Linked DNA regions of Mus musculus: all the other regions are linked to region 3. A link is a contact called in public HiChIP or PLAC-seq and promoter capture Hi-C data. All regions are on one chromosome and are shown on one strand. The core of a region is the stretch at or near the end of the contact, and the rest is flanking DNA. Distances in the headings are between cores, read along the strand shown.

Region 1 (2,700 bases), core at 10-2,509, 350 kb before region 3:
CAGGGCTCCCCGTGTGGGAGTGGGCAGCTGCTCGGCCCACTCCCGAGCTCCATATCTACGAAGCCATCTGCATCCCAAGAGACTTTGGGCCGTCCCCAGCCTCAGTTTCCCCACCTGTGACCCATGATGGTCCTGTCTCAACCTCTCATCTCACGCAGCAAGACAGCTGTATCCTGATCCTTGGCCTTTGCTCTGCAGCGCAGAGAGGCTGAGAAACTTGTCCAAGGTCACATGGGACCGCGGGATAGTCCCTCAATTTGTAGCGTGCACCCCCGGCCCCCGCTGTACCCCTACCCTGACGATGTAGACCACAGCAGCCTTTCACAGAAAGAGAAACTGAGGCTCAATGGCTGGCCTGGGACCAGAAGACTGCAGTATTATCCTCTGGGATATGATTCGGAGATCAGCAGCTCGCCCAGGGCAGAGAATCCAACTCTGAGACTTAAATTTGGGGGAAAACGGTCAGAGATGAACATAATCCCAGAACCCCACTCTCACCGGCCAGGTGGCCACCATGCTGTGCCTCCTCACAGAGTGCAGATACCTCAAAACTGCCCACAGCTGCGATCCCAAGGGCGGTGCCACCTCTCTCCACATTGATCTTTAAGAGTCACCCCCGTAGGCAAAGGGTCCTGGAGCAAACAGGTAGTTCTGGGCAGTGCATCAGGGGTGGGGCTTGGATCTGAGGAGGAGTGGTCTGGAATCAGTTTGGGGAGGGTTCTGGGGGTCATCCTGGTCTTGGACAAAGGAGATGGCGGGTGAAGACTTACCATGCACCTACCTTGTCTTCACAGGGGGACATGGAGTAACCCTAGTCAGTCATTAACCTGGAGTGACCCCACAGGTCAGAGGCCACCCAGCAGTATGTAAATACTGGGAGGGACCCCAGCAGGAGCCCTTGATGACACCTGGTGCCCCTCCTTGCTCACTCCTGTCTTCCCCAGAGGCCCTAACTACAGCCACTACCCTTTCAGGGCCCAGGCTGACCGTGGATGGGGCTCCTGGCACCTTCATCCTCCTCCTCCATCTTCTATCTGAGCCTGAGACGAACTGCCCACCCCCTCCAGCCACCTGCCGCCTCCTGTTTGGAAGGAGGCCCGCAGCAGATTTCCTCTTCCCTCCATTCCCAAGAGGAACCCCTGGTCTGGGGATACTGAGGCAGGCACAGGGCAGGGCACGTGTGAGCATCCAGTCATCCTGAAAGGTAAATCTGGTTCCTGAAGCGACAACTGTTCGTACAGGGTTTTGAAGGATTGGTAGGAGTCCCACAGAGGACACCGAAGAGGTGCAGTCCCTGATTTGTCCTTATGTCCCAGCCCATTTGGGCACGGCTGTAATGTCTACTCCTGGGACACTGAGGCATAGGGGTGACTTGCCTGAACTTGCCTTTTCTAGGTTTTCCTTGGCTTCACCTTTGATGGGGGTGGAGGGAGGAGGGAGGGAGAGAGGAGGAAAGAGAGAGGGAGAGAGTCCTGGTCCCAAGAGGAAGGAAGAAGCCACTTGAACTTCAGTCTGGACTCCATCACATGTTCTGTGGGGACGATCAGCCCTCACTCAGGTCCCAGCCCGGCGGTTTCCCTCCCTCCCACCCCCTCCCCCTGCGGAGCCCTGGGATTCCCGCCCGAATTAGCCTGGTCACCCGAGTTGGCATCGCACACGGGGGCGGAGCGGACAGAGTCCAGTGGGTATAAAGGCAGCTGCAGAGGGCTTAACTCAAAGACACACTCAGGACACAAGCGACATGGCCCCGCCCGCGCTCCAGGCCCAGCCTCCAGGCGGCTCTCAACTGAGGTTCCTGCTGTTCCTGCTGCTGTTGCTGCTGCTGCTGTCATGGCCATCGCAGGGGGACGCCCTGGCAATGCCTGAACAGCGACCCTCCGGCCCTGAGTCCCAACTCAACGCCGACGAGCTACGGGGTCGCTTCCAGGACCTGCTGAGCCGGCTGCATGCCAACCAGAGCCGAGAGGACTCGAACTCAGAACCAAGTCCTGACCCAGCTGTCCGGATACTCAGTCCAGAGGGTGAGTAGCAACCAGGGACCCACTTCAGGAACACCCTCTCCAAGCTCCAACCAACACACTCAAGTCCACGAGCCCAGCCCAGCTTCCGAGACTCAGTTTCCCCTGCTGTGACCTCTGGAGCTGCCAGCAGCGGGCTCAGCCAGAGTAGGACGGATGACCGTCCCTAGACCGGAGCTGGACAAATGATGTCCAGAGAGGTCAAGGTCGCTCCTGGAGATGCACAGCACTCGAGTTGGGGAGGACATGGGGGAAGGTTAGAGGGTCCTGGAGGGAAGAGGGAGGGACAGGAGCCAGGTTGGGAGCCAAACGGAAAGAACCTGCGGGAACTGGATCGGAAATCTGACGCAATCGCTTGTAAAGAGACTGCTACAGTAACAAGTGACAGTCGCTTGGATGGGAGGGAGGAGGATCCAGGGGACTGGACTCAGCTCTGGGACCCAGCAGGGCTGAGGGCGGGCCCAGGCTGATTTGGGTCACGCCCCCTTACAAATCCGCTAGGGTTGTGTGAATCCAAGCGAACTGTAGCTCTCCCTAAAGATCTGCAAAGCTACACTTGGATGTGGTGGCGCATGTCTGCCATCCTAACTACTCCGGGGGTTGAAGCAGAATTGCCTTGAGTTCAAGGCCAGCTGGGACTACAGAGTGAGAACCTCCCCAAATTTTATTTGTAGCCCAGGTC
Region 2 (2,700 bases), core at 50-2,549, 470 kb after region 3:
GTTTGGAGGGGGGGGCTCCTGTCTTAGGCTCAGGAGGTTGGAAGTCAGGGTGTCTGGATGTGGGGCAGCATGATACCCAAATAATTAGGGAGCTCTGCCCAATGTGGTGACACAGGCTCAGACTCACACGTTCCCCAATGATATCTCGAGGTTGTCCAGGCTCTGGAAGATGTCACTGTATCTCTTCCTGCCCTCAGGAGCTGGGGTTAGCTCTGGGGGAGGGAAGTGTAAGAAAACATGAGCCAACCAGTGTCTCTCTCCACCCATTAGTAGTGGCAAAGCAATCCGAATGTACCTCAACAACCACTCTCAAGCAGAGGTGGGAAGGGGGGCGGGCGGAGAGGGGAGAGAAGGAGGGGGGAGGGAGGGGGACAGAGAGAGAGAGAGAGAGAGAGAGAGAGAGAGAGAGAGAGAGAGAGAGAGAGAGAGAGAGAGAGAGAGAGAGAGAGAGAGAGAGAGAGAGAGAGAGAGAGAGCGCTTCGGTGGGGTCATTTCTGATTCCACAGATGGATCCAGGTAAAATCTCAGAGAAGCGTTTGCTCACAGCCACAGGGACACCATGCATGGGAGGACCCATAAGCAAAGGAAGGAAACAGATGCAGCTGCCATATGAATGCTGGAGTAGAGGGCTGGCTTGACAATGGAGCCACATGGACCCCAGGCCAGACAGATGGAAAAGCACGTGGGACACACAGGCACTTAGCCTGCGGTATAAACACACGCGAGTACCGCTGAAACCACGAGGGACAGGACTGAATGACACTCGATACACAAAGACAGCCGGAAACATAACCCAGTTCTAGCCACAATTCTGCCGCCGCCCCCTAGCCTGATGCCTCGGGGCTACCTGCAGGAATATTGGCCATGACACCCTGCCCCCATCCATCCTACGATCAGAAGCAGAAGCGGCCACTTCCCCTTCCTGGGCCCCTTCCCCCAGGCATCCGGGGTGCCCGCTCTGGCGGGCAATCCGAGGGCTGAAGGCTGGCGTCGTGAGCACTGTGCGCTTCAGGGGTCTCCAAGGTGCTCGGGGATCCCCTCGTTCCTTCCCCTGTCAGTACTCCTTTCCCGGCTGTCAGATAGCTCAGGGGTAAGTTGGGTTTTCTGGTTTAGGAACTGAGGAGCGGTGGTGGGAGGCCCCCCCCCTTCGGTCCCCACCCCGTACCTGTCTCCGCTGAGTCCATGGCGATGCCCGGGGGCAGGGGGTGGGGTGGGGAACGCGCGGCAATGCTGAGAAAGGGACAGGGCTGCGCGCCGCCCGGGACCAGCCCGATTTCCTGCCTCTGCCGACCCAGTGGTGTCGCCCCGCCCCAGCTATGCCACGCCTCGAGACGACCACGCCCCTCCCGGAAGTCGCCATCGCATTTGACTAGCTTCCAGAGTTTACCCCAGTAGAGGAGCCCCAGCGAGCCAGGGGTCCCTTCTGTAGATTTCTGTAGCACCCTAAGTCCCTGTAGCACTCTTCCAGCAAGCCGGGGATGTCTGCCCCAGAACATTCCACACCCAGCGACTAGATTTAACTCCCCGCCTAGGCTTTTAGATCCAGGGCACTCCTGTGAAGAACTGCAATGAAGGACTGCAATAAACCCCAAATCTCCAGGGCAGGCTTATTTTGTTTGTTTTGTTGTTTTGGAGACAAGTGTCTCACTATGTGGCCTGGCTTGGTTTATTTGGTGTGTGGGACTGATTAGCCTCCAACTCAGAGATCCCCTGCCTCTGCCTGCTGAGATTAATGATGCACACCAGGGCTGGAGAGATGGCTCAGCAGTTAAGAGCACTGTCTGTTTTTCCAGAGGTCCTGAGTTCAATCCCTAACAACCACATGGTGACTCACAACCATCTATAATGAGATCTGATGTCTTCTTTTCTGGTTCAGCATGAAGAGAGAATAAATCTTCAAGTAAAAGTGCAAACCACTGTCTAAGTGGGTGAGGCTCCTGAGGTGGTCGGCTCCCTTTCAAAGCAGTCAGTGGTTTTAGGGCAGGCAAGGCCACAAACACCTTGCACTGTGACCTCCATGCATGTAAGGAGGCTATCCACGGTGGCCAGTGACAGTGCGCCTGACAAGAGAGAGGATGTGCACGACACTAGAAAACCTGAGGTCCTAGGTCCAGGAACGCCCGCAGAGGGTGTCTCTCTCCTCTGGGCCTGTGGTAATCCTAGGCCCTTGAGTGACCACCTGGCCCCTCCAATTCCCAGGGGGCCCTGTGTGGCACAGATATAAGTGGCAGCAAGCTTTATAAAATTGCAGACGCCGATTTATTTACCAAAGGTGCTAGCCAGGACTCTTCTACTAGCCCGGCCAGCGGATGCCCACAAGGGTCCCAACTCAGTCTTCCAAGAGCAAGGCAGGGCTGCCTCACTGTGGAGATGGGAGCAGTGCTCCCTCCTGGGGCAGCGGCGGTTTTCCTGTTCAGTGGCAGCCAGGGTAGGCAGTGGATACCAGCACCATCTTCTCAGGAAGGCACTCTCAGCTTCGGAGTCCCCAAAAAGAACTGTAGGACACGGTCAGCCAGGAGTGCCAGGCAGAAGTCCAGGGCCAGGACCTGGCCGATGACCAGCTTGAACTGTCAAGAAGGAAGCAGGCTGAGCTGGGTCTGTGGCTGAGCTGGGCCAGGCTGGGCCAGGGCCACTGCTCAGAACCACTCACCTCTACAGGGATGTCCACAAGGCCAAACTGGCTGTTGAAGTCAGGTGAGG
Region 3 (2,700 bases), core at 50-2,549:
CCCTGTTCTGATGTGTCTGAAGACAGCTACAGTGTACTTGTATAAATAAAATAAATAACTCTAGGAAGGAAGGGAGGGAGGGAGGGAGGGAGGGAGGGAGAGAGAGAGAGAGGAGAGAGAGAGAGAGAGAGAGAGAGAGAGAGAGAGAGAGAGAGAGAGAGAGAGAGAGAGAGAGAGAGAGAGAGAGAGAGAGAGAGAGGAGAGAGAGAGAAAGGACCACTTAGCCCAGATAACTCTGTGTCTGAGTCTCCAGGGAGCTTACTTAAAAGGAAAAAATGAAAGCCTGGTATGGTGGCACCAGCACTGGGGAGAATGAGGAGACTTTGAAGCCAACCTGGGCTACAGAGTGGGACCATGTCTCAACGCACAGGCACACACACACACACAAGCACGCATTGCACACAGCGGTTCATCCTAGTCCCCACCATGTGAACAGGGAACAGGACCGGGAGAACGGAGCTCCCCAGCCTCCTATGAACGCTTGCACCTGTCATTCTCCTAAGTCCCCCAAATTTCAACTAAGGAGATTGGAGGAGAAGGAGGGTCCTGCGGGTGCGGGAGGTCAAGACCCGGGGTCTGAGGTCAGGGCCCCTCCAAGCTGTCTTGGGAAGCTGCGAAACCTAAGTTCCCATACAGAGGGAGGGTAGGGGGGTTGTCCAGTCAGAGACGCTAATGGAACTGGCGGAGATTGGGGGAAAGGGGTCCCCGAACCCAGGCCCTTCCGGTCGGACCACTCCTGCCTGGACTTGCCACCATCAGGAAAAGTTACTCACTGAGTAGTCACGCGCCTTGGAGCAGAGGCGCGGGGCGGAGAACCGCGATCGCGCGCGGCGGGGACCCTGCCAGGAGCCCCACGCCGGCTTCCCATTTGGCACCGGTTCCCACTCCCTCCAGGGCAGCTCGTGAGGGCAACTACGGGAGCCGCTGACCCGCAACTTCTAAGTGGCGGAGCCTCGCGATGCGGCGTCCCCAACACCCGGACCTCGGCTGAGGAACCCGGTGAAGACGCGCCCCGCGCCCCAGCCAGCACCTGAGCCGGCCCCCTAGCCGGCACCCCAGGATCCCAACCCCTCAGCCTGCACCCCGCAGCTCCTGGGCCCCGCCTCACAGTCCGCAACTTTGGAAACCGTCTGCGTTTCCTGCGCCCCCGACTCCCTGATTGTGCCTCGGAAGCTGGGGTCCCCCTGTCTGGCTCACCCCGCGTCGTCGTCGCTGCAGCCTCCGGCCCGCGCCCTCCGCGCGCCCCGCGCCGCCCGCGCCTTTGTCTGCGCCGCCTCCGGTCCCATCGCGGCCAGTCCCCGCGCCGCCCCGCCTCTGCCCAGCGCCCCCTGCTGGCCAGCTACGGAGGGCGGGGAAGAGGGAGGGGACCCCGAGAGGGAAGAAGAGGAGGGCGGACATGGAGGGGGGAGTTGGGCGGGGTGAAAGGGCAGAGGAAGGGGAGGGCACCAGGAGGTCAAGAGGAGGAACTTCTGAAGGGGGGACCCAGTGGGAGGCAACTGAAGGAAGTGGGGAGGGCGTGGCTTTTGAAGGAGGGGGAGGGGCCCATAAAGTCTGGGGCTGGGATCAGAGGGATTAAGGGCAGGGGCCTAGGATCAGGCAGAGTACTGGACAGAGGGGAGGGATCCAGGAGGGCAGCGGAGAGAGACAGAAGGTGACTGCGGACAAAGACAGCGGGGTGGGGAGAGGGGTGGAAGAGGAGGGTCTGTCTGGATCGGCCTTGGGGCAGAGCATTGGACTGATGGGCTGAAGGCTGAGAAGACAAAAGTGTGGGTGTTAGATGGGTGGTAGCGGGCCAGGGTGTGAAGACAGAGGCAGAAGTCCTGGAGTGTGATCTGGTGACCCAGAGATAGGGAGAAACACGGAAAATGGGTGGACAACGACCCTTCGCTTTCCTGCCTCCTACCAAGGGTGGCCCTGAGTCTTCATGTGGCTTCTTCGAAAAGAAAAAGTTCCTGGACCCTCAGCAACTGAAGCATGAAGACAGCTTGAGCCCAGCTCCCCAAAACGAAGGTGGGGGTGGGACTGCAAATCAGTGTGTAACGCCCTCGTCAAGCGTCTGTGGTGCCCTGGGCTCCATCCTAATTCCCACGAAAAGAACAAGCAGGCAAATCTCTGTGAATTCTAGGCTAGATTGGTCTATATAGTGAGTTCTAAGCCATCTAGGGCCACATAGTGAGACCCTGACTTTCAAAAATAAATTCTGGGAGTAACTAGGTTATTGTTACAGAGTCTTAGGATCCAAGTGTCCTCTTAGTGTTGTCTTCCAATGAAATGGACAAACTCCCTGCAGCTCTGTAGGCTGAGTCCTGCCTCTGTCCACAGCCACAGCAGCCCGCCGAGGATCCTTCAGGGGATCACCTATCTGCCAGTGGGTCCCTAGCCCTGTGGCAAATCCCTTGCTGCACTTTTCTAGAAATTTCTGCAAGGGTTTCCGTGTTCTGGGGACAAATGGCTGTGTCCGAATCAGAGTCTGTGGTTCTCAGCTTTGCATTTCTTATGTCAGATATATATTTTTTTCTCTTCTCAAGCCCTCTGGTGTCTGCTGGGATCTGAGCAGGTGGCTAACTTTCAGTGAAGATATTCTCAGGCCAGGCGAGTTTCTCTCCCTCGCCCTCCCAGGAATGTGCTCCTTTCCAAGGATGTTTGTCACTCCTTGACCTTCCAGGCTGTGTGGTTCTGTTCCCTGCCTCTGACAGCCCA
Region 4 (2,700 bases), core at 186-2,685, 310 kb after region 3:
CACTAGACTTTCTTTTTTCTTTTTCATTTTTTCCTCTCAAGACAGAGTTTCTCTGTAGTCTTAGCCATAGTACAGACTGGCCACGAACTCATCCACCTACCTTGAGGCTTCATTTTCTTTATTTCATTTCCTTTTCTTTCTTTTTCTTTTTTTAAAGATTTATTTATTATATGTGAGTACACTGTAGCTGTCTTTAGACATACCAGAAGAGGGCATCTCATTACAGATAGTTGTGAGCCACCATGTGATTGCTGGGATTTGAACTCAGGACCTCCAGAAGAGCAGTTGGTGCTCTTAACCACTGAGCCATCTCTCCAACCCTTATATATATATATATTAAAAGAAACTGATGTGTCATGAGTGTTTTGCCTGCATGTGCATCTGTGTACCACATGTGTACTTGTTGCCTGAGGAGGAGAGCCTCCATGTGGGTGCTGGGAATAGAACCCAGGTCTTCCACAACAAGAAGTGCCCTTAACCACTGAGCTAACTCTTTAGCCCTGGGCTTTGTCTTCATAAGATTTCTTTATGACGTGTTTCTGTATGATGAGGACAGAAGGCATAAATACCCTAGAACCGGAGTTATGGTAGGTTGTAAGCCACCATGTGGGTGCTTGGGTCTTCTGCAAGAGCAGCCAGTACCTTTAATTGCTGAGCCATGACTCCAGATGTGTTTTTTAAATTAACATATTTTATTTATGAGCGTGTGTTTGTGTCTGAGGACAACTTGTGCGGATGGAACTCAGGTCATTATGTTTGGTGGCAAGCCTCTTTAAACCACTGAGCCATGTCGCTGTCCTGGAATAGGTTTTCTATGAACTTTGTACTTTTCCCTGTTGAAATTGTAAATTGGCTTCAGATGCTTCATAATCTCCCCAAACTTGCTTCCTTTCTGGCTATTATTGTCTCCTTGGTGTTACCAGAGAGGGTTGGGCGCAGGTTTGTTTTCTTGGGGATTCCTTCTTCTCCAGAGGCACAGGCTAGATGTGGATTACTGGAAGGAGACAGCCGTCCACCTCGTTCTCTGCAGGTGGATTGGCTTGGTGGGTAGGTTGAACTGTCTGCGGTCCGGGGGAGAGGGGTGACCGCTCAGCCGATCGCACCTTCTCACTGGAGGTCAACACCGAAGTTCCTGAGAGGAAGCTTTGCGAGGCCCCGGGCGCGTCTCAGAGTTACAAGAGGTGGCCGTGCAGGGCTCGGGCGAGGTCAGCGTGAGTCAGCCCTGGGCGCGGCCGAGCTCTGTGCACTAAGCTGGCCATGGCTGAGGGGCGCTTAGCAGCCCAAGTGGGAAACCCAGTCGCTTAGCGCAGCGTCGCCAGTCTTTGGGGCTGGGAGGGCGGTGCTTCCGGGTAGGCCCGCCCAGCCTCGCCTCCAGGGAACCACGCCCACATAAGACCACGCCCACAGGGAGCCCCTCCCTTCCCGACCCCGCCCATCCGGGTGCGGGCGGGTGGCGTCGCCTTTAAGAGCTCCCCGGTGTTTTGGGGGCCGCGGGCCGGGCGCGCTGACCTGGTGCGCATGTCCCGGGCGGTGACGCCGGCGCCGGGCTCCATGTGTGCGGCCGAGGGGCGCATTATCTGGCCGGCGGCGCGGGCGGGCGGAGCGGCGGAGCGAGCGCCGCGGGCCCGGGCGGCCCCTCAGGCGCAGCGAGCACGCGCGGCCGGCGCCCCCCGCCCCCAGCCCTGTGGACACGCGCGCTGCCCCTGGGCCCGGTCGGCGCGCGGCCGGGTAAGTTCCTAGCAAACTTGGCAAGGCGGGGCGGGGGCGCGGGAAAGTGGGAGCGCGGTCGTATTCGGTTTGCTGCGCTGCGGTTCGCTTCGCCTGCGCCGCTGGAAAGTTCCCCACCGCCCTCGCACGTGGGGCTGGGGTCCCTGGTCCCCGGAGCCGGGAAGTGGCCGAGTCGCCTCACTCCCTCCTGAGCTTTTCAGGCTGGGAGGCCGCCCCAAGGGGGGCGGCGGGCACACAGCACGTGGACGAGTGGCGTGGGGTGAGAGTCCACGGGAGGGTCGGGGGTCCGAGCCCGGCGGCGGCGTTAAATTCGGCGGCGACGGCGGCGGCGGAGGCGGCGGAGGATCCCGTGTCAGAATAAGAGTCCCTGCGCGCCCACGCCTGCAGGGCCGGTCCCCCCCCCCCCCCACCGTCCTGCTTGGGCTCGCGCCCTTCCTGCTTGACCCTGGGGAGCCATGGGACCCTTCCCCCTCTCTTGGTTCCTGTTTTCCTCATGGCCCTCCACTTTAAATTTGCCTCCGGGTGTACGATGTGGCTCCAATAATTTCTTTTTTCTTCCACCTGGAACGGGTTGGCATCAGTGACTAGACAGCAGCAGCTGGCCTTTTAAAGGGATTAATGCCAAGAATCGGAATTGATCACTTCAACAAGGAAAGGCTTCTGGGCAGGCCTCAGCCGCAGCCGGACTGCGCTCTCCGGAACCCTGAAATGAATGGGGACCCCTCATTAAGACCTGTATGGCAGAATGTTTTGTTTTTCCTTCCCGCCCCTGCAGTTTTAGCAGAGGCTGCAAGTTCTACCTACCTGACTCACTTCAGGTAGTTCACTCTTATCTTGTGGCTTTGGATTCTTTAGGACAAAGTCCTGGTGAGTCTCCTGAGCCTTACATTTTCTTGACAGCATTAACTTCTTTTTATCTTCTTGGAGTATGCAGCACTCCCACGTCCCTGTTAATGTGTGTGTCCATTCACA
Region 5 (2,700 bases), core at 2-2,501, 400 kb after region 3:
CCCCTAGCTACACTGCTCCAGGACAATCCCCGACCAAAGCCGAGGCATATCTAGTCCTAGGGGGATACAGTAGGTGGTCCCGGAAAAGTGAGGGATTCTGCAGTTGGAAGCCTCTAATCAGAGAGAGGAGCCGGTGGCTCTGGTTAGTGCCTGAGGCAGGAGAGAAGTCCTGGTTGCTGGTTCGTGGACTGGGTGGAACCGAAACTCCTGGTGGTTTGGGGAGAGGGCAGAGTCCTAACAAAAGTACCACGAGGTGGGTCAGAGAACCAAGATGTCTCAGGTCGGAGGGGGAAATCAAATACGATAGGGATGTGGGGGCACAGTTTAGAAGGAGGGGGGTCTCGGGTCACAGTACAGGGTGGGGTAGAGAGGCTGAGGTCAGACCCGAGGTGGGTGAGGAAGGTCTGATTTAAGCAAGGCGCGGTTCCTAACCTCTGCGGAAGGAGACACGGCTCAAGGCAGAGGCTGGGTCTTGGCAGACTAGCAGTGGAAATGGTGTAGTCGGAGGGTGGAGGCGGTTTGCGGTTAGCAGGTCTGACCGCTACCCGCGTGCGTGGAGGGAGGCAGAGCAGACTTGGTCCCGGGCCGGAGGTCCTCAGCTCCCCCTCTTCCGCCCTCAGGCTGGGATGCGGAGGCTGGCGGAGACGCAAAGGACGCGGTGCAGCCCGATGTGCTGGTGTCCCTTGCAGCGCCCAAGAGCTGCGCCGGCCGCTTCTCCGGACGTCTCCACTTTGTAGCCGGCAGGTTCGTGCCTGATGACGTCCGCCGAAAGTTTGGCCTGCACCTGCCAAAATATACTGGCACCGACTGCGTGGCCTCACTGTGAACCGCACCAATAAACATCTCCACCACCTCTCCCCTGCCTCTTTTGTGTACCAGGCCAGGGGGTGGGCGGGTGGAGAGGAGACTTCCCTCCGGGTTTGTGGGGAGGAGCTGCGCCGTGGAGTTTCTTAGAATGGAGAGCAGACCCCTGCTGGGGGGTGGCCTCCAGTACTTAGGACCGAAGTTTAACAATATAGAGAACGTCCAGCATCCTAGGGCGCCAGCAGCTTCAAGTTTCAGACCAGAGGGAGCCAGGCACACAGCACGGGACCCAGTTGGAGAAGGAGGGGGGAACGCAGGACACCGGGCAAGGGCAGTCTAAGGGCGGAGGTACCGCGGGAGGCTTAGAAGACCCAGTCTGGTGTGCGGGGGCGTGGCTTGTGGCCCGTTCCGCCCTTTTAGGTCCAAGCAGCGGCTAGGCCCGCCACAGTCAGATCTCAGAGCTTCGCAGAGCAGTTCGGACCTGGCGATGGCATCACCTCTGCCCTTGCTCTATCTCTGCCTTGCCGCCTTACACCTAGCGGGAGCGCGAGGTGAGATACCTTGGGAACCACCCCCTACACACACACACACACACACACACACACACACACACACACACAAACAAACACACCAGGACGACAGCCGCAGGCACAGAAGCGGGCGGGGGAGCACCTCATGAGCGTCCCAGAGAGCCGGTGAAAGAAACCTCTTCCATCGTCGTCCCAGGAAGGTCCACTTGGCCAAGGCTTTGAATTGTAAATCATCAGGTTTCCAAATCTGTGCCAAGGGGTCGTAGCTGTCTCTCCGCGGGGCTGGTGACAGTCCTATTTCTCAGAAGGCTGGGGCTCCAGGAAGAAGGGGTTTGTCTGAACCTGTCTGCCTTCCTATTCCACCCCGGAAAGATGGAAGGCCAGAGAAACCAAGGACTTACCTGTTGGCACCTTGCGTCCCACCTAGAAAGACCCGGGAGAGTATATGGCAGGAGGGGACTTCCAGGAAGAGACTGCAGCGGTCTGCGGGTAGAGGCAGAGCCTAATACACTCGACTTGTGTTTGATGAACATTTGAGCCTAGAGGTGTAGTGGGACATAGAGTCGCCAGATCTGCGGAGTGACAGGGCTTCAGGGTCCGCTGCTAGTAATGGGAAGGCTTCCTGGAGTGGGTGCTGCTGCAGTCCCCGGGGCTAGAGCTGGCCTCTCAGATCCTCAGTTTTATATCCCGTGAAATGTGGTAGTCAATGTTCCCCCTGTTGCACCAAAAGAGGGGTCTCAGTGGTCCCTATCTTGTGCCTCCTCGAACTCCCACAGATGCCACCCCCACCGAGGAGCACACTTCAACCGCCAGGGGTCTTCAGGGACGGCCGCCAGATACCGGCCAGCCCTCGCCAGCCCTGGAAGATTGGGAGGGTGAGTCACCTCAGCAACCCGCCTGTGTGATCTGGGCCTGGTGGGGTCAGTGGGGAGGGTAGGGAGAATGAGGAGTCCTTGGACATCACAGCTCCTTGGGCCTCAAGGCTCCAAGCTGGAGAGACTAGGGAGGTGGGACCCGGGCTCAGCGTGCGATGCTCACAGAGGCCAGCGAGTGGACGTCGTGGTTCAACGTGGATCACCCGGGAGGAGATGGCGACTTCGAGAGCCTGGCCGCCATTCGATTCTACTATGGTCCCGCGCGGGTGTGCCCGAGACCACTGGCACTGGAGGCGCGCACCACCGACTGGGCGCTACCAGCTGCAATGGGCGAAAGGGTGCACGCCAACCCAGAGCGTGGCTTTTGGTGTCTCAATCGTGAGCAGCCTCGAGGCCGCCGCTGCTCCAACTACCACGTGCGCTTCCGCTGCCCACTGGGTAAGGGGGGGACCCATAGGCCTGGGCGGGCGGGTACAGTACGACCCTAAGGG
Region 6 (2,700 bases), core at 158-2,657, 310 kb before region 3:
ACTGATCCCCAGGAATCTTGGGCAAACGCACACCTGGATAGTATGTAGCAAGTTTTCTGCTGTGTCATTGCGACCTGGGACCACCTCGCAGAAGCGCTCCGTATTGGCGGTCCACAGCACGATGACCTTATCCAATCCCGCACTGGATCGGAAATCTCTAATGTCCTTTCGGATTTGCTCCAACTGGGAAAGGAAGGAGGAAGATTAGGTGGAGGTTGTCTTAAGTTGTCCGGAGGCTTGGGCCCCGGGGTATAGGAATTATTGCCAAAGGGAGAGACCATGTGGCCATGTAACAGGTGACAGTAAGGCCTGGGAGTGGGTCGAGGACCCCACCTGTTGGGCACGTGTGCCAGGGATGAGGTTGTCCGCACGTGCTGTCTGGTTGGCAGCGATGAACTCAGGAATGTAGACTGAGGGCCGCGGACGCAGGCTCTCCATGTGGGGCCACAGCTGTTCCTGCAGACCGCAGTCCAGGACCTGCGCGCGCCGCATGGCCTCGGCCAGGTTCAGCGACGAGATATCCCAGCCTGGGTTGCGGGGACCCTTAACACAGGACCCATCCCGTACCCTGGGCCCTCCCACACTTAACCCCATCCCGTCCCGAGGCTTTGCCCACCATCAAACACCAGGTCGTTGGGGGCCACCATGGGTAGCAGCGCACTGAAGGGCACAAACACCTCCCGGCCGTTCTCATCCAGACCCAAGTTCACGGTGCCCGCCTGGGTCAACGATCCATAATAGTTTGCCTCCTGGGAAGGGAGGGGGTGCGGCAAGCAGAGCAGGGTGTTGAGGGGCTGAGGGGTCCGGCTTGCTGAGACGCGCTAGTCCAACAAGCCACGCCCCTCCCCCAGTTCTGCTCGCCACACCCCCACCCCGTATTCTCCTAGTAGCCACGGCCCCCACCTTGCGACCTGTGCGCGTGGGCCAGGTTAGGCGCAGCCGATTGGCCAGAACAGCAGCAGTGAGCGTGGAGCCGTTGTTCCCGCCCCAGCCGACCAACATGACCCCGAGTCGGGGCACCTGCCGGGCGGTGCGGAAGGTGAAACGCGTAGCCCTGGGCTGCACCTAAGGAAGAGTTGGGAGTGAGTCGCGGGACCTCGGGTTCCCAGTGTCCTCCGCCGCCCGCGCCCCGCGCGCACCCGCAGCACGCCGCCCTCGCGGCTGACGCGCGTTGTCCGGTACTCGTAGCGCGCCTCGATGGTTTCGGGGCTGTAGACCACGTCCGGGCTATCCACGAGGATCTCGGCGGCGGGCTCCATCGTGGCGAGCTGTGGGCCAGAGCCAGTGAGCGCGGAATCACCACCCGAGAGCCAACCTTACGGCCTAGGATAGGTTCGTACTTACCGGCCCAGAGTTGGATCAGACTGCGGCAGCGGACAGCGTGGGCCCGAGGGCTCTGGGGCAGCGAAGAAAAACGCCGATGCCACGCCTCGACCACGCCCCTGATGGGCGTGACTTGCGACCAGGGTTCTGGGTGCTCTAAACCCAGGTAGCCGGAAGGAGTCTCAGGCGCGAGCGTCTTGCGCGTTACCTCGCTGCGCACCCTTGTACCACCAGGCAGCCAATGAGCGATGGCCACCGACAGGGAGGTGGGGCATGTCTGGTCGAGGGGCTTTTTGGGGGGGGGGGGGGTCTCAGAGCTGCTCGGCTGTCTGTCCCGCCCTCTCCCAGTCCTCCAGCTGCGATCACTGGCCTGATGGCCCTGCCCAGAGGAGGAGACAGAATGGGCAGGTCTACGCGGCCTCCCCCTGGGTAGGCACAGTGATAAGGAACATGGGAACTCGGCAGGCAGGCGGGGGAGGTGCCCCCAGAACTTTCCAAAACAAGTGGCCTCCTCCTAGCGGAAACTTTCCACAGCTGGAGCTGTGCCAAAAAGGTGGATTGTCCGAAATGTCTGCACGAAAATAAGAGGGGGCCCGCTCTGTGGGTGTCAAGACTTTATTTGCCGTTGCTAACACGAACCAGCCCAACTGAACTCATCCCGGTGAAGAGACTCAGGCAGGGTTCCCAGAGGAGGGGACTGTTGGGGATCGTTTTGATGTATGAAGGGGAGATTGTCATGGGAGAACTACAGGCGGAACCCGCTACACCCCCTAAAGTAAAGCTCCGGGGAGGGTCTCAGATGCAAGGGCTGAGGAGCACCATGGGGAAATGGGTTGTGCTTTAGATTGCTGCCCACTTTCTGTCCTCTTGTGGTGTGCCACAGTAGAAATGGCAGATTGTTTATCTCTTTTAGGTAATGAAACTGTCTGGTGGCCAATATCGGTCATCTCAGCATTTGGGAGGTTGAGGCAGAAAGACTGCACTGGGACATTCATTTTGCAAGGGGCTCGGGGCTGGGAGCAAGGCCGAGTCCCCAAAAGGGCCCTTCCCGGGAGGACATCCTTGACCAGGGTGGGGTTGGGGTCGCTGTAGCAGACTGCTCTGGTTGGGAGGTGCGTGGGGACAAGGGTTAGCCCTGGGCTCTGGGAAGGCGATGGAAGAGCATGGTCAAGCTGTTCCTAGGTAGTGAGTACACAGCGGCCCACAGGGTGCCTGACTCTCCTTCCACCCCCTCAGCTGCCTCAGAACTGTCAGAAGTCTGGCCAAGGCCTCAAGGGAGTCCTACTGACCCCAGCCCTCCCTCACAGGCTGCCTTTGACTTTTCCCTTTGAAAACAAACATGCTGCCTCTGACGCATGCCCAGCCTGTGCTTTCTGC

Evidence for each region. HiChIP or PLAC-seq counts read pairs in DNA pulled down with a chosen protein or histone mark. Capture Hi-C pulls out chosen DNA fragments and counts their contacts.
Region 1: an HNF4G HiChIP or PLAC-seq map of pancreatic cancer cells shows a contact between it and region 3. The contact joins the promoter of Gdf15 here to the promoter of Homer3 in region 3. A contact is called at or near these places in 3 of 39 promoter capture datasets (the HPC-7 cell line, cranial neural crest and frontonasal cranial neural crest), 1 of 484 Hi-C or Micro-C datasets (embryonic stem cells), 3 of 115 datasets of contacts at active chromatin or transcription factors (embryonic stem cells and pancreatic cancer cells) and 1 of 9 other capture datasets (pancreatic islet).
Region 2: a contact with region 3 is called in a promoter capture Hi-C map of pancreatic islet. The contact joins the promoter of Gmip here to the promoter of Homer3 in region 3. A contact is called at or near these places in 3 of 39 promoter capture datasets (embryonic stem cells, liver and pre-B cells), 2 of 484 Hi-C or Micro-C datasets (CD8 T cells and embryonic stem cells), 3 of 115 datasets of contacts at active chromatin or transcription factors (embryonic stem cells, memory CD8 T cells and stem cell-derived neural progenitor cells) and 4 of 9 other capture datasets (adipose tissue, embryonic stem cells, liver and 1 more).
Region 4: an HNF4G HiChIP or PLAC-seq map of pancreatic cancer cells shows a contact between it and region 3. The contact joins the promoter of Gatad2a here to the promoter of Homer3 in region 3. A contact is called at or near these places in 2 of 39 promoter capture datasets (cranial neural crest and embryonic stem cells), 2 of 115 datasets of contacts at active chromatin or transcription factors (embryonic stem cells and pancreatic cancer cells) and 3 of 9 other capture datasets (adipose tissue, liver and pancreatic islet).
Region 5: a contact with region 3 is called in a promoter capture Hi-C map of adipose tissue, with 5 times the contacts expected there. The contact joins the promoter of Cilp2 here to the promoter of Homer3 in region 3. A contact is called at or near these places in 4 of 39 promoter capture datasets (the 3T3-L1 cell line, embryonic stem cells, hippocampal neurons and 1 more), 1 of 484 Hi-C or Micro-C datasets (embryonic stem cells), 3 of 115 datasets of contacts at active chromatin or transcription factors (bone marrow-derived macrophages, large pre-B cells and memory CD8 T cells) and 2 of 9 other capture datasets (adipose tissue and liver).
Region 6: a contact with region 3 is called in an H3K4me3 HiChIP or PLAC-seq map of neural tube, with 4 times the contacts expected there. The contact joins the promoter of Isyna1 here to the promoter of Homer3 in region 3. A contact is called at or near these places in 5 of 39 promoter capture datasets (the HPC-7 cell line, cranial neural crest, frontonasal cranial neural crest and 2 more), 2 of 484 Hi-C or Micro-C datasets (embryonic stem cells and uterus), 15 of 115 datasets of contacts at active chromatin or transcription factors (the NIH/3T3 cell line, T-cell acute lymphoblastic leukemia, bone marrow-derived macrophages and 8 more) and 4 of 9 other capture datasets (adipose tissue, embryonic stem cells, liver and 1 more).

What each region holds. Positions count from the first base shown.
Region 1 is chr8:70,630,654-70,633,353 of GRCm38.p6, reverse strand. Gdf15 (growth differentiation factor 15) reads left to right here and starts at 1,259. Exons shown (of 2, transcript NM_011819.3): 1 at 1,259-2,021. The coding sequence starts at 1,742. It overlaps Gm34154 (a long non-coding RNA gene), which reads right to left and starts at 791. Exons shown (of 2, transcript XR_870495.2): 1 at 499-791.
Region 2 is chr8:69,807,286-69,809,985 of GRCm38.p6, reverse strand. Gmip (Gem-interacting protein) reads right to left here and starts at 1,299. Exons shown (of 21, transcript NM_198101.1): 1 at 1,166-1,299; 2 at 128-212. The coding sequence starts at 1,184. Atp13a1 (ATPase type 13A1) reads right to left here. Exons shown (of 26, transcript NM_133224.2): 25 at 2,651-2,700; 26 at 2,237-2,567. The coding sequence ends at 2,457.
Region 3 is chr8:70,281,598-70,284,297 of GRCm38.p6, reverse strand. Homer3 (homer scaffolding protein 3) reads right to left here and starts at 1,299. Exons shown (of 10, transcript NM_001146153.1): 1 at 1,198-1,299.
Region 4 is chr8:69,973,118-69,975,817 of GRCm38.p6, reverse strand. It overlaps Gatad2a (GATA zinc finger domain containing 2A), which reads left to right and starts at 1,435. Exons shown (of 13, transcript NM_001113346.1): 1 at 1,435-1,728.
Region 5 is chr8:69,885,943-69,888,642 of GRCm38.p6, reverse strand. It overlaps Cilp2 (cartilage intermediate layer protein 2), which reads left to right and starts at 1,251. Exons shown (of 8, transcript NM_026818.2): 1 at 1,251-1,355; 2 at 2,111-2,209; 3 at 2,375-2,647. The coding sequence starts at 1,292. It overlaps Yjefn3 (YjeF N-terminal domain containing 3), which reads left to right. Exons shown (of 6, transcript NM_001353930.2): 6 at 621-855. The coding sequence ends at 826. It overlaps Gm33746 (a long non-coding RNA gene), which reads right to left. Exons shown (of 3, transcript XR_379069.4): 1 at 2,373-2,700; 2 at 1,736-2,049; 3 at 259-1,649.
Region 6 is chr8:70,593,188-70,595,887 of GRCm38.p6, reverse strand. It overlaps Isyna1 (myo-inositol 1-phosphate synthase A1), which reads right to left and starts at 1,407. Exons shown (of 11, transcript NM_023627.1): 1 at 1,345-1,407; 2 at 1,140-1,268; 3 at 904-1,065; 4 at 617-749; 5 at 334-527; 6 at 34-183. The coding sequence starts at 1,259.